Regions from separate parts of the Mus musculus genome. Here region 2 is linked to region 1. Evidence: chromatin contacts called from public promoter capture Hi-C data. All regions are on one chromosome and are shown on one strand. The core of a region is the stretch at or near the end of the contact, and the rest is flanking DNA. Distances in the headings are between cores, read along the strand shown. Region 1 has its middle 37 kb from the start of Gm40959. Region 2 holds the start of Unc5a (unc-5 netrin receptor A).

What was found. Promoter capture Hi-C pulls out the DNA fragments that hold promoters and counts their contacts.
Region 2: a promoter capture Hi-C map of hippocampal neurons shows a contact between it and region 1, with 1.8 times the contacts expected there. The contact joins the promoter of Unc5a here to the enhancer-like site in region 1. A contact is called at or near these places in 8 of 39 promoter capture datasets (the 3T3-L1 cell line, cranial neural crest, embryonic stem cells and 3 more), 6 of 484 Hi-C or Micro-C datasets (the HPC-7 cell line, the N1E-115 cell line, brain and 3 more), 13 of 115 datasets of contacts at active chromatin or transcription factors (VIP interneurons, craniofacial prominence, differentiating embryonic stem cells and 8 more) and 2 of 9 other capture datasets (embryonic stem cells and liver).

The regions. Positions count from the first base shown.
Region 1 is chr13:54,836,438-54,838,952 of GRCm38.p6, reverse strand. No RefSeq gene overlaps it. Among named protein-coding and RNA genes, the nearest start is that of Gm40959, 37 kb to the left of the region's middle. Within about 2 kb of position 1,257, at least 27 of the 459 cell types and tissues checked have an H3K27ac peak or open chromatin away from gene starts, as enhancers often do. A contact at or near this core is called in the N1E-115 cell line, brain, cerebellum and 1 more, where this site is marked.
Region 2 is chr13:54,948,152-54,950,666 of GRCm38.p6, reverse strand. Unc5a (unc-5 netrin receptor A) reads right to left here and starts at 1,256. Exons shown (of 16, transcript NM_153131.4): 1 at 936-1,256. The coding sequence starts at 1,005.

The DNA of each region.
Region 1 (2,515 bases), core at 8-2,507:
TAGGCGCTCACTAAGTGCTGGTGGGATAAATGAACGACTGCAGAGAAGCAAGCTAATCGTTCATCAAGTTTATGGATGACATGAAATTGGGAGCAGTTTCTAGCCAGAGGTTAAAATCATAAAGCAGATTGGCTTTCGCAAATGAGGCTGTGGCAAGACAGAATCGGAATTGGATGACGTTCATTAAGTAACCAGTTTGAGGAAGTCGTCGCCGGGAGGATGCGAGAGCTGGAGACATGAATGTTTCTGTGCACGTTGCCACGCAAGCTGTGGGTGGCAGGCTGGACGTGGAGGGAAAGAAGCTGATTCTCAAGGGCTGGGCTGGAAACAGGGTCAAGGCCAGTTCCCAAGCTCCGGAGACACCCTTGTCCTAAGACCTGCATCTAGGAAGCCACCTCGAACCGTATCTGGGGAGACATAGGCGATTTGAGGAAGCACGGGACAGATCAGAATTCAGGAGTGAGGGTAAAAACAGAGATTGCTGAATCTCGAAGGAAGAAAACCCGATTTTCCAGCAGATTTTAAAGGCAGGAGCCATTCCCAGGCTGGAGAGGATAGCATTTCTAGAAGGATCTCAGGCAGAAAAGAATAGGCTGGGAGACCAGTGCAGTTCTTCCCCCACCCCTCCACGCGCCCATCATCTTTCCAACCCCTCACCTCCCCAACCCTCCACCCTCCCACCCCCACTGCAAATGGGAACAGCCTGCAGCTTCAGGAACACCCCCGCAGCTTTGGGAGCCCCCCCCACACCCTGCAGCCTCGAGACCTCACACACATACAACCTTAGGAGCACCCCTCCATGCCTCAGGAGCCCCAGCCTCCCACTCCCGCAGCCTTGGGAGCCCCCACCCACCCCGCTGCAGCCTCGGGAGCCCCTGACATCCTGCTGCAGATTTGGGAGCCCCCCTACAGCCAGCGGCAGCCTCAGGAGCTCCACCACCCCTGCTGTTTACACTTTTATCTGTTGCAATGAAAACCATGATGTGTGTGCCGCTGTATTGATTGTGCCTTTTAGATTTTTATGTCATTGTGGAAAGCAGCAATTATAGTCGTCTGCTCTGGAGGGAGCAAATGGCCCCGAGGGAGGACTTAAAAGGCAGCCCAAGGGGTCTCCGGATCTGGAGCTGGGGTATAGAGGGGCCACGGGAACCTGAGAAGAGGAAGGTTCAACACACCCTCTCTCTTGGTTATGGGACGTTTATTAGGTGCTGGTGATGTGCCCTGTAACTCGGCAGTAGTGGTGTCCCCTCCGTGCACCTCCTCCCCCTCCCCCTACAGAAGCCTTCCAGTGGCTTCCTGTCTGCATCTGAAACAGATCCACTATGCTAGCGCCATCTGGCCTCACCTCCCACTCTCCCGTCGCTCACTGCCTGTTTCCTGACCTGCCCATTTGCCTCTGTGCCAAGGCCTTTCTTTATGGCCACTGTTGCCACTGTCCAGGCTTTTCCCAACCTCTGCCCTGTGTGCAGCTACACACTCAGGTCCCAGCCCGGGACTCACTTCTACAAGGTTCCACCATAAAGATCCAGGCCTCACACGCCAACTCATGTCACATGTGCCAACTGTCTCCATCACATCCCCTTCACGTCATAGCATCTACATTCGAAATTACTGTCCTCTGTCAGTCCCTCATCTCTCCCCACCCCTACAACTCCCCCCCCCAAACATAAACACAAGAAGAATAGGGACCTCACTCTTTGGTTTTGGCAAAAGAATTCTTGGCACACAGCCGTGAGCAAAATGCCTAGCCCAGTTAATAGAGAGTGAGGCTCAGAAAATGTATCCAAATACCTACAAAAGACCCATCTATTCTCCAGAGAGTGATTGACTACAGACTGCTTGCTCTGTGGTAATCTTCCTCCGGGATACTCATGGCTTGTGTGTCACATGGTTGCTTCTTCTGTGGTCATTTGACATTTAAAGCAAGAAGGAGAGGACAAAACCCAAAATCCAAGTCTTCCTATTTAAGTTTGGCCCTTTTTATATAGGGCCTTCCCTATTACCAGGGCGTCATTCATGGAGAGCCTGTGAATCTCTGTCTCATTAGCCAGATCTGTGCCACCCGCTGCCAGGCAGACTGGCAACCAGACTCCACACAGGTGTAAGCTACCATGTGGATTGGACAACATCGTTGAGTGAACAGCCACAGTGACGGCCACAGAGAGGTGAGATTTCTTGCTCAAGGCCATGATTGTAAGCAGCAGGAGTGAGACTTGAGCCCTGTTTGTCTGATTCCAATATGTGGCTGCTCCCATCTCACACACACACACACACACACACACACACACACACACACACACACGGCTGCTGGCATCCTGGCCCCCAGTTGGAGAGGAAAGATAATCCAGTCAGGCGAGCGAGCAGGCAGGTGCAAAGCCTGTGTGTTGCATTGCACCTATGCTGGAGTTGCCCACTCATCTCTCTGTCCCTCCCTCCAATGGATGAGTCTGGGCATCTATCCCAAACTCGGGGCACAGCAGTCCACTCAGGACCTGAACCCCCTCCCCCCCATTCG
Region 2 (2,515 bases), core at 7-2,506, 110 kb before region 1:
TCCTTAGGGGCCAGGAGATTAGGGACCCCCACAGCTCGGTCTAGGTGCGGGCTTTGGGAGATTAGACAAAACCTCCCCCCCCCCCCAGGCCTCTCACGCAAGGAGGTGGGCTAAAAGGCTAGGTTATGAAGGGGCTGGTTAGGGTGGCCAACAAGACACGCGGGGAGACTGCAGGGCTGTGGAGTTTCTGAGAGGTTCTCAGAGCCCGCCAACCAACAGCCAACAGCAAACAACTCCCCTTCGCCCTCCTCTTCCCCCCTCCCACCTCCAGCAGCGAGGCCAGGAACCACAGGCCACCACAGGGGCCCCAGTGCTTTGACTACCGGCTGCAAGAGCTGAGGGCTGTTGGATGCCTCCACGCCTGAGTGTGTGCGTGTGCAAGCCTGTGTGTGGTGGGGACAGAGGAGGACACTATGTTCTAGACGTGGGCACAGGCCAGGTGCCAAGCTAGAAATTGTGAGTGGCTGTTTGGGGCAGTCCTACCTGGAAGAGCTGTCTTACCCCCCCCCCCCCCCACACACACACCCCATTTTCTGAGCACTAGCATATGGCCTTGAGTCCTTCAAGTCTTGTCTTTTTGTCTTTCCTGGATTATTTCAAACTGCCGTCGCGCTCCCCCCCCCCCCCCATCATTCTCCCGGGCCCGTGAAACCAGCAAAAACTTCCCCCACCCGGAGGCGTGGGGCGTCTACACTCGCCAGCCCCGTGCGCTGACAGCTGTTCTGGACTTGGCAGAAGCAAGGCTTCCGGGAGAGCGCACCAGGAAGCTGCGCAGCAGCGAGTGGCGGCCCCCGCGTCCTGCCCAGCAAAGTTTGGCCTCCGGGGGCTCCCAGACGGGTCGGCCGCGCAGGTCACGGCCACCTCCTCCCCAGAGCTAAGCGTTCGCGCGCACGGTCCCCCGCAAGCCTCCCCAGAGCGCGCGCGGCGTGACTCACCCGAACCACGAAGCCAGGCAGTGAGGACTATGCCCAGGAGCGCTGGCCACAGGCCGGGCCGGACGGCCATGGCCGCGGGCGGACGAGCGGGCTGGACTAGGGGCCCCGCGGGCGGGAGAGAGGCTGTCAGCGCCTCAGCCGAGAGCCCCACCTCGGGGCGCCCCCGGGGCCCATGCCAGAGGACAGCGCTGCCTCCGGGCGGCCGGCTGCGGGGCGCACGCGGCGCGTGGCTCCCCTGGGCACCCGGAGCGCAGCAATGCAGCCGGGGCGGAGCGCAGCGCCAGCCGCGCCGCGCACCGAGCCAGCCGCCGCGCGGAGCCCGCAGCCGGGGAGCGGGCCGGCGGGCGCCGCAAAATCCGGACTGGAGCGGCGGAGCGGGGCGGAGGCGGGGCGGGGCGGGGGAGGAGGGGCCGGGCGGCGCTGCGAGCGCGGGCCACCCCCTGCACCGGGGATCCCTTCGGGCAACGCCTGAGGCTCCCCCAGGGAGGAGCTGGGGTAGTGGGCGGGGAGGCCTCCCACCACCCCTCTCAGTCTCCAGGGACAGAGACAGGACTCTGGATCCCGGAGTGGATTGCTTTTCCGGATCTGGCATCACCCTGGTCCGCCAGTCGGCGCACAGGTGGCCCGGGAGGGGCCCCGGGCTGCGGCGACCCCGGCGCAGCGCCAGCCTGCGGAGAGCAGCTCGACTCTGGAGTGCCCCAGGCAGGTTCCGCTGCAGTCCCTGCTTGCACCCCTGCCTCCGGGCTGCGCTCCGAGATCGTCAGCGCGCCGTGGTAGGCAGCTGGCGGGCGGCTTGGATGGGGGACTGCAGGAGAGGTCCCGGGGCCCAGCCGGCGCGCAGGAGCCGCCAGGCCCCCACCGTCTCACCATCCGCCTCCCCAAGACAGCCTGGTGGGCTTCAGGGGCAAGCGTAGCAGCGTGGCCCCAGGCTTTCTTAATCCCTCCACGCCGCTGGCCCAAAGGAAACAACCTTAGGGCGCAGCGCAGCCTGTAAGGAGCGTCGTGTTGTTTGCGCCCCGAGCGCGCGCGGCGCTGGAGACGTGGGCGTGATGCAGGAACCAGAAGGGTTTTGGGAGCTACAAACTCCTGGGGTAGAATAGAAGTGTCACATTCTTCTGGCTCTGTGACCTTGGGCAAGTCACGGGGCGTCTCTGGATCCCAGCAGAATGACCGCTGGAGGATCTCCTATTCCCCACCCCCATTCCCTAAGCTGGTTAAAATAAACAGAAGGCTGCCCTAGAGAAGGAAAATAAACGCTCTCGGTGTGCACAGGGCGAGGGATCTGAAAGAGAGGGTCCCACTTCTGGCCAGGAGGAGAATGAGAAGGGTGAAGACGGTCACACACTCAAACGCCTCCAGCGCCGATCGATAATATAAATTGGTGCTGCAGGCCAGATGATATAAGAATGGTCTTGGCTTCCACAAAGAGATATGAGCTCTCCTATATTTCTTGAGACACGAGGCCCTCTCTCGGTCTGTCTTTTGTTTCCCACTTTTTATAGAGAAGGTTATGAAAAATGTTTTGCTTTATTCTGCTCTCTTGTATATGTGTATATCTGCATATGTATATGTGTGTGTGT